Linked DNA regions of Zea mays: region 1 is linked to region 2. A link is a contact called in public Hi-C data. All regions are on one chromosome and are shown on one strand. The core of a region is the stretch at or near the end of the contact, and the rest is flanking DNA. Distances in the headings are between cores, read along the strand shown. Region 1 holds the start of LOC103634668 (calmodulin). Region 2 holds the start of LOC100193689 (hydroxymethylglutaryl-CoA lyase).

Region 1 (4,950 bases), core at 1,078-3,577, 150 kb after region 2:
GAGTGGACAGGGCAGATTAAATGCTGAGGCGGCACATCGCCTGCCAGCGGAGTGGCAGCGCTCATTAAATGCTGCGGCGGCACATCACCTGCCAGTAGAATAGACAGGCGGCACACCTTATCCGCAATAAATGCAGCTGTCGCGCGGCCCAGAGGCCTTACGTCAAGCTCCGCCCGCCGGCTTACGTCACGGGCGATAGGTCACGTGGCAGCATTGGGACTCCGCATGAGCGGGGAGCAGTAACGTACACGGTATGGTCCAGACACGTGTCGGCTCCGGACCCCCGCCCGGCCTTGATTAAGGCCTGAGTATTCTTTGTCCCAGAATCCCGAGACTCTGCTGAGAGTGAGCCGGACCCCACACAGAGAGGTCCGGGACCCGTCCCGGGGGTCTGGTCTGTACCCGCGGAGGTCCTGGACCCTGCCCGGAGGTCCGGTCCGTATATGCAGGGGTCCTACACTTTCCCATGGGGGTCTGAACCCACCGTTGATACCTTGGAGGATATCGTCTTCTCTGGCCACGTGGCGGCCCCGGAGCCGTCCACGTGGTGGGGTCGGGTGCTGTTCCCCACGCGGCTAGAGATAGCCGCGCGGGCACCATGTCTTTATGCTGTAGTAAGGGGTACCCCTGTTTCAGGGTACCGACAAAATCCAACACTCTTGTATGAGCATATAAGAAGGCAGTCACATGTCTTGCACTAGCAGTTGTTTTCTCAACAACTCCAAGCTTTACAAGGTCCTCGAGCATGAGATCGAGGCAGTGAGTAAAACATACATTCCAAAAAATGGAGGGTCTCTTTGCTGTCAATAGACTTGTTGATGTTGTATTGCCACTAGCATTATTTGTGACCACCTACACAACATGTTCCTATCCTATCTCTTGTATGCATCTATCCACAAGATCAAAAATATATTTGACATCCTTATTGACAGCTGAGCAGTCCATAAAATCCAAGAAACAAACCCCTTGAGCACTATGGACAACTAAATTCATCCCCTACCCTTTCTATCTGTCCATGCATCTGGCATAATTGTACAACCTATGAGTTGTCATGATTCTTGGTGGCTCTTAAATCTATCCAACACCTTTTCCTTGCATTTTCAAGAATGGTCTGCTCGTCTCATATGGACTAGGACCTCTCAAACCTCTACCAAATGCTCCAACTACCTCAATCGTATGAGCAAAGCTAGGAAGGGTGGCTGTGTTATGTGCAATACTATCTTCATAAAAGAAGTGAGATATATATTCACAAGCTCTATCCCTCCTCTCCTCTCTTTTCTGAGTTGTCAATTGCGTTTGAGTTTTTTTGGCTAGTGCTCAATCCTCTTTTGTTCTTTTGGACAAAATCTTCAATAGACCCAGGTTTGTAGAATTTATCAATATTGCCACCAATTGTTGTTAATCTAGAGCTACTGCCACCTTTTGTTGACTTGAGCACAATAACCTCATCCCCATATTCACTATCTTCTTCACTTGACCTATCACCTCCTGAGTTATCAAGATCAATTTTATCCCTTTCTCTTTGCTTTTCCTTCCTTTTTTGCTCATTTGCATACTCTTTGTAAACAAAGTCATCATCTCTTCTTTAACAGGAGTTGGAAATTTCTTGCACTTAGAAACATTGAAGCCTGCAATGTTAGCAAGATGGTACTTTACTTTTGTAATTCTATCATTGATCAACTTGTCACAATAGTTATACTTTAGTGAATACTTCTTTAAATATGGACAATAGCAATGCTTCCATGCAGGACCATCTGACTTGATAGTTGTTGTTGGTGATTGTGTTATTGAAGCAGAGGCAACACTCGATGTGGTATCTATAAAAATAAAAATGCTAATTTGCAATTCAATAACCAACCAAATTTATTTTTTATAATGATTTGTGAAGTAAATGACAGCAGACAGGAAAAAACCTATCTATTAGATTCTAATTCAGGTTCAACAATTCAAAATATAATGCTAGATTCTAATAGATGTAGAAAAAATGAAATTCGTTAATCCATCTAGTATCTACTTCACAATTCACATATCAATAAGCATCTAATCACCTAGTTTAAAGCCGGTTCATCTCTAATACGATAAATCGTCTTTATGCTGTATACAACGCAAAGCGATACCGACTCTGATAATTCGTATCAGTCGGTATCACCCAGTGTGGCAGCAGCGTTGGCGGGTTAAATGGGTGATCGATGCGACGACCGACCACCCGTTTCTGGTCTTTTTGGATGAGTGCTTACCCGCCTGATTTCAAAAAATAATCTGAAAGTAAAAATTCCAAAAAATCTATTTTTTTAAAAAAAAAGGATGTGGCGGCTGATAGTGGAGGCAGTAAAAAAAAGTTCACGCGCATGGTCGGTCTGCGACTGCCTCTGACCGCTGACCGCACTGCTCCCTTCTCCTGTTCTCTCTCCCCACTTCGAGACTTCCTCCATTCGCGGTTTGCCTCTCTGCCTGCCTCCCTCAGATCCTCCCTAAGATTGCCATGGCGGACCAGCTCACCGACGACCAGATCGCCGAGTTCAAGGAAGCATTCAGCCTCTTCGACAAGGACGGCGACGGTATTCTCCTCGCCCCCGCTCTCTCTCCCTCTCTCCTGACGTGCGCGGCTTGATGTGGCATGGTAGGTTCACGCCACTGAAGCGACGGGAGATCTCACATGACCGCTGGCTGTGTCCATGACATCTCACATCAAGCGGATCGCGGGGTAGATTTGGATGTGTGTTTTTTTAACTCTCGGGGTATCTCGGACATGTAGATGCAGATCTCACGTCCTCTTATCTCTTGCGGGCTCTATCATGTTACGACTAGTTCTTGCAATTTCTGAGTATGGTCCCCAACGAGGAGACAATTGCTTTTGGCAACGGAGCCGCGTGAAGGTGTCACCTGGGCGGAAATCTGGACGCAGATCGACCTGGTGGCTCTAGTATCCGACGATTGGAGGTTGTATGGAATTCCAGCTAGGAATCATTCCATACCACGGGAGTTCCCCCATTATGGTCAACCGGGATAGCGATAGTAGGAAGCGTGGGATCATGTGAGGAGGTGGTAAAAAGTACCCGAACGTGTGAGGAGGTTAGCGGCAGATGCTGCTGCCTGCAGCTTGGATGTAGCGCAGGACACAGCGTGGTGTGATCTAGTTATAAGAGCATGTTGAGTCACTAGTTAGTTTTGGCAGGAATACCTTGAAGGTGGTGAACTGTTAGCAACCCCTCACGGATCACCAACAATAAGAGCAGCAAGGAAGAAATTAGATGGAGGATTAGAACACAGAATGGGGAATGAAGAGAGACAGCCGGAGGAGGAAGACGAGCACTGAGTTCTGTGTCTTGAATATTTCTCTCATCGCCTGATCTGTTCTCCTTTTTAGATAACTCCACGCATTTTCATTCTCAGTCTCTAGCTAGCCTCCTGTAATAGGACTTAGCCCATTTTCTGCAATCCAATACATCCAAAGAGGACGTAGGGTATTACGCTTCGGCGGCCCGAACCTCCATAAAACCCTTGTCTCCCTTGTCGTGCTTAAGGTGTTTGTCGTGGTCATCTCCTGGTAACCGGGCTGGGCCCCTGGGTTGTGGTAAGCAGTAGAGCAGCACACAAAGATCCCTTGTCGAATATTTACGGTGGTATTGTCCTTGTACCCCCATAACAAGGTTTAGACCCTTTGTGTAGTCCAATTCTAATCGGTAAGTTATTCGTGTCTCTATTACTTGTTCGAACACTAGTCACAATATTATTGTATATGTTCTTAATGAGTCCAGCTTACTTCGTTGGAACTTTATGTCCAATGCTCACAACATAACCTTTCTTGGTATTTTCTCATAAGCCTTCTCCAAGTCAATAAAAACCATATGTAGATCTTTCTGCTCCCTATACTACTTCATCACTTGTCTTATGAATAAAATGGCTTCTATGGTTTACCTTTCGGGTATAAACCAAATTGGCTCATAGAGTTCCTCGTTATTTCTCTCAGACGGTGCTCGATAATTCTCCCATAGCTTCATAGTGTGGCTCATCAACTTATTTTTCCGGTAATTAGTACAACTTTGAATATCTCCCTTATTCTTATATATCAGTACTAATATACTTAACTTGTTGCATCTTGTTCAATCGAAAGATATGGTTGAACAACTTTGTTAGCTATATTATAGCTATGTTCTCGAGACATCTTCATGGCTCCATTGGGATACCATTATAGCACATCGCCTTTCCCCTTTTATCCTTTTCAATATCTCTCTAACCTTAGATTTTTGGATCGTACGTACAAAACTCTTATTGGTGTCATCAAAATAGTGATCCAACTAAAAGTTTGTGTCCTCATTTTTCTCACCGAACAGTTTATCAAAATACTATCGCCATCTATGTTTGATCTTATTCTAGTTCACCAAGACCTGCTCCATTTCATTCTTAATGCACTTTAACTTGTTTGGAATCTCTTGTCTTCCTCTTACAGATCCTTCTCTCCTACTCAAACACCAGTTCTGTATGGATATTTATGTCTGCAGTTCTGCACTAATGTTATTGAAATCATGGAGTTTAGTTGTAGTTTGTATTGCAGTATAATATGAACCAAATCTCTTCACAGCTTATCAACAAGTGCTCGTTAAATTTGGGTTTGTGTTTTTAGGGAGTCTTAACCATATTAAAATCCATTATCATGCATTTGAACACCTGCAAATTATAACTCAAATAATTACTCCATGGGTGAAATTCATTCCTAGAAATTCGTGGTTCCATTTGGGTTTGCTTTTCTTCCCTTGAACATTTCCTTCCATTCTGATAAAGAAAAGCTTATATTCCTACGTTGTGTAGGTTGTTGACTAACTCCAGTCCTCTGATTGTGTTAGAGAAGTTCTGTTGGATGGCACTGTTAATTTCTTCATGTTTGCTGTCAATTGTTATATAGCTGCCTACTTGTAGAACAATAGAAGTGTTCTCTACCTCTGAGATACA
Region 2 (4,987 bases), core at 1,107-3,606:
TTAGACCTCGAAGAATTACTATAGAGTTATTGATAAATGTAAATGGCATTAATGTAATTTTACACGGGTTGCGTCCCGTGTCTATAAATAGATGAACAGTACTCCCGTACTGTTCATGCTGACTTGGCATTCGCTCTCCGCATTACGCCTGTACCTTTACTTTCCATCAATCCGAAGGTACATTTATAATTTGTTATTGTGGATATGATAATGCAAATAAAAAATAATTTGATGATAATATTCACATTATTATTTATATTTTGTATCATCTGTCGATCCTACGAAGGTTTCTTTCTTCATAACCTTCGTAACCTTCGTCCGGAATTCATTATATCGAAAAGGACATAATGTCTTGAAAGACGAAGAACTTTAACATTTAACACTTTTTATGTTGTCTTGTTCTTAACTCTTAGCATTTGAGAACAAGTCCCCAACACAAATATAGTGTGATTTTTTTATATTTTTAAAAAATAATAAATAAACATCAAATAACTAAGTTATAGTGTATATGGAGAATAGTTACAGATGTTTTGTAAGTAGGAAAGTATTGTTTTTGGAAAAAAATAAAATATAGTGATTATAATAGAAAGTCTACATAATAGAAATGTACTTGGGAATGGTGGGAAAAATGGTATTTAGGTCCGTGAGACCGCGCCTAAGTAGGGATGGTAACATGAAATTTCCCGTCGGGTTTTAGCTCTCCATCCTCATTCATGCGATGAAAAAAAATTCTCCGCGGGGATCTTCACGAACGCTTGCGGAGGACATTTCTTCTCCATCCCTATTCTTCGCAAGGATAAATCCCCGTCAGGGATCCCCGCCTCCGCTTAAATTATAATTAGGACGTACTTCATATGTTATTAATGCAAAGCATTACCATTTATACACATTTTAGATGTAAGAAATCATTATATGTATATCAAAATAAACACATTTGTACAATGAGTGATCTCTTGATAAGGTAATTATTTATTTTTATCATTAACTATTACGTGAAAACGTCATTGCGTGTAAGTTTAACAGGTCACGTAGGGAAAGGGGATGAGAAATGCTTCTCCATCCCATCTTGGTTTATCCGTTGAGGAAGAATTTTTCACCATTTACATCCTCGTGGGAAAAGAAACTTCCATATTCCCATCACTAATGGAGGAATTCCCCGTAAGGAATCAGGGATCGAGTCTCAGTTGCCATCTCTAGCCCCAAGGGCCAAGGCAAAATGAGTCCCACACTCTCACGTAGAGATGGCCAAACGGACCGCCCGACTCGGCCTGGACCCGCTGAAGCCCGACACGGTTTGGGTCTGGCTCACCAGGCACAGTTAGAAAACCGGGTCAAGCCTTGTTTTCTTGTCCAAACCCGGCCCGCTCCATCCCTAAACGGCTCGGCCCGATAAGGACAAAAAAAGCGGACCGGTAAGCACGATTTAGTAAAAAAAGTGAGCTAGACAGGCTTAGAGGTAAACGGGACACGCTAGGCTAGCCCGTCGGGCTTAGTTTTCTGTTTGGGTCCAGCCCGCTTATTTGTGCCAGCCCGATCATGTATAAAAGCGGATCGAATCGGGCTAGTATCAGACCAAAAAACGTGCTTCGGGGTGGGCTTTCGGGCTTTCTGTGCATCTATACTAGTGCTGGGAATATGGACCGGAATTTTTGAGCCAGTACGAGCACGACCCAAAAACAGGAGCCCAAAACACGGACCGACATGAAATAATATGGGCCAAGCTAACATAGGCCGAAGGTGGGCCTAGGTCTGACCTCAAATTCTGGCCCGTCGAGCCCCGACACAGCCCGCACCAATGTTGTTCAATTTTTTTAATTTAATAAGTTATACACTTTATATTGTTGTAATATTTGGGCTTTATATGGTCAAATGATGCTATAATTGTTTAATATCTTTAATTTAGTAAGTTATAGACTTTAAGTGGTTGTAATAATTTGATTTTATGTGACTAAATATATAGCTGAGCTTAGGCCGGCACGACACAACGAAGACATGGCCTAATTTAGGCCGGTGTGAGCCACTGTTTTTATACTTCAACCTGACCTGGTACGGTCCAAAAAAATTTAGGCTTTTTTATCCAAACCTGTTTAGGCCTTGTTCGTATGTCCAGTAGTGGACTAGAAATCATTCTAGCCGATCAAAACTTATATAAATTGGAGAAATAAATCGGCTAGGCCTCTATTAGGGGAGAAACGAACGGCCCCTTAACACACGAAGTATGATGATCGGGCCGGTCCGGAATCTACTCCCATGTCCCATCCGAGTGCTGCAAACACAGGCACACAGCTGCTATCGGATGTCGGAGGCCAAAACCCAGACGCAACGCAACCCACCCCCTCTCTGTCCTCTCCGTCCTGAACTCGCGCCTCGCTTCGTCTCTCCCATTCCCACCCGCTGAAGCTTCAAGGAGCTTCTCGTCTGAGACCGAGCTAACGAGCTCACCGGCGGGCAGGATGCTGGCGGCGTCCACCAAGGTCGGCTCTAGGCTGGCCTCTCCGCACGCCTCCTTGTCCGCCGGTGCTGCGGCGGCGGCACTGGCGAGCTCCCCCGTGCTGGGCTCTGGGATGCTCCCAGGCGCCGGGTTCGGCGAGACGGGGAGTCACCACGCGGCAGACGCGCCGCCGGCGCTGCCTTGCAGTTCCTCGGGCGATTCAAGGTGAGCATCGGAGTTCAGAATTCAGAACCGTGAGGCCAGACTTTGGTAGTGCCATTGCTTGATCTCGTGATCAGGGCCTCAGGGGCCTCAATTGTTCGTTCGCAACTGATCTAGTGACTACCTGAGTCCATTGGTCCCTTCAGAGGAGTTAGGTTCCCAATGATTGATCAACTCCTAACTCACACCCTGCAAAAAGGGAAATGCTCAGTGATTTCTCAGGATCGGAATAGTTGCTTTTCTCATCATTGTTTACTTCAGCTAAATCTCAACTTCTTGAGTTCTTGTCTGTAATAGGGAATATTATCAGTGGAAGAGACTGGTGAATCAAAGGCAGTCAACGCTAGATGGAGGCAAAGTGCCTGCTGCATTGGGCCACCATGTTTTTGGTGCGGGCTGTTCCTCACGGAACCAACATATCTACAGATATTTTTCATCTTCTCATCAAGGGAGTATATGGGCCGGGAGCAAGGTGTGTTGAAGTATCATACCCATTCATTGGTTTGGTTTACTTGCTATTCTTTTGTAGACTACAGAGATGATCTAACTGTTATTTTCAGATGCTTGTTCCAAACAACTTGGCGATGTGCTTTACATTAGACTTCCAATCATTATTATTTTAAGTAAGTTCCTATTCCAGGTTCTACATGACCTGCCAGGGTATGTAAAAATTGTGGAAGTAGGGCCACGAGATGGTCTACAGAACGAGAAGGACATCGTGCCAACACCTGTAAAGGTTGAGCTTATACGAAGATTGGCCACATCTGGATTACCTGTTGTGGAGGCAACGAGTTTTGTATCTCCAAAATGGGTACCTCAGGTATAGTGCTTTACAAAATCTCTGGAGAACATTCAGATTAGACACCTGTTTTATCTGCACCTATTGTACACATTGATTTTCTCAGGACCCTGATTTACAACTTGGGTTTTTCTTCAATATGTAATTGAATTTTCATGGAGCAGGCAGGACTGAGGCTGTTTATATATCTTTTTAGATATATTTGTCGCTAGTTATGTTGTGTAGCATTCCAGAGTTGTGAAACAAATAATCCTCCTGTTTATCATAAAGATGATTCTCTTGTGCCTATATGTCAGAAATGTCGTACCTGTTCCAAAGTATTAAAGTTTTTTCCCCTCATAAACTAAATTGGTATAGTTTTTTTTTTCCTTTTTAGTAAAAATTTAGAAAATGGTGAGACCATTGACATCAGAAAAGGCATTTGGATTGGGTTCTGATTTGTTTACTTTGCCTAAATGAGCGTGAGCATAATTCTACTCTTTCATTGGAGTGTCACCAGAGATTTCATGGAGTGAATATAACATCATGGAAATTTGTCAGCTACACAAAACCCCTTTCCAGTGTCATCAGAAGATTGCTGCAATATGGTGGTTACTCTGTGTGGACCCTCGGCAGGAATATGCCTCTCTCTAAAGGCTCTGAATGGAATTTATTGTGTCAGGTCGTGCCAATAGAATCAGTTAGTACCTTGGATCCTATAGAACCTTGGTATCTTTGTTTTTACCTTCACAGCTAATATTCCTCTAGTATCATAGCTGTTGGGACGGAGTACATCTGTTTTCAGAAGTGAACATATACATAGCTTCTCCAGTTTAATTGATCCTGGCAAGCCTGGTGCAGTGGTGAGAGCTGTCTCACCGAGTCACCAGGTCGTGGGTTTGAAGCAACCTCTCTGCATTTGTGAGGGGAAGACTCTCGGTTTATCCATCCCTAGACCCTAATCATGTTCAGGCAGGGTAATATCAGAACTAAGGACGACAGTGATCTCTTGATTATACTCCTATGATTCATGCATTGTTCTTTTCATATTTACAGGCATTGATGTTTTCTTCTTAAGTTCTTATGTTTCACTAAAATTACCTTTCTTTTTCTTGCCTGCCATGTAATGACCAGTTAATCTCAATAATACTATTTTTTTATTATTGTAGTTAGCTGATGCGAAGGATGTTATGGAAGCAGTTCGGACTATGGGGGGTGTACGTTTTCCTGTATTGACTCCAAACCTTAAGGTGAAGTATGTTCATTCAATTGGCCTGTATTACTATTTTTATGGTATTATTGTATACTGTATGTTTGCCTCATCAGTACCTTGTTATTTGTGCGCACCACTCATCAGGGATTTGAGGCAGCTATTGCAGCAGGGGCAAAAGAAATCGCAATATTTGCATCAGCTTCTGAAGGATTTTCCAAGTCAAACATAAACTGCACCATTAAAGAGAGCATTGCCCGTTATAATGACGTTGCTCTTGCTGCGAAAGAGAAAGAAATTCCTGTCCGAGGGTGAGCTCTTCTACTTTTGCAATATCAAGTTTAGT

What was found. Hi-C and Micro-C count contacts between places; a contact is called where the count stands out from the background.
Region 1: a contact with region 2 is called in a Hi-C map of leaf, with 3 times the contacts expected there. The contact joins the promoter of LOC103634668 here to the promoter of LOC100193689 in region 2. A contact is called at or near these places in 4 of 25 Hi-C or Micro-C datasets (ear, leaf and tassel).

What each region holds. Positions count from the first base shown.
Region 1 is chr8:3,883,746-3,888,695 of Zm-B73-REFERENCE-NAM-5.0, forward strand. It overlaps LOC103634668 (calmodulin), which reads left to right and starts at 2,328. Exons shown (of 2, transcript NM_001112020.2): 1 at 2,328-2,558. The coding sequence starts at 2,483.
Region 2 is chr8:3,735,216-3,740,202 of Zm-B73-REFERENCE-NAM-5.0, forward strand. It overlaps LOC100193689 (hydroxymethylglutaryl-CoA lyase), which reads left to right and starts at 2,357. Exons shown (of 8, transcript NM_001138781.1): 1 at 2,357-2,656; 2 at 2,951-3,125; 3 at 3,294-3,473; 4 at 4,601-4,681; 5 at 4,789-4,952. The coding sequence starts at 2,454.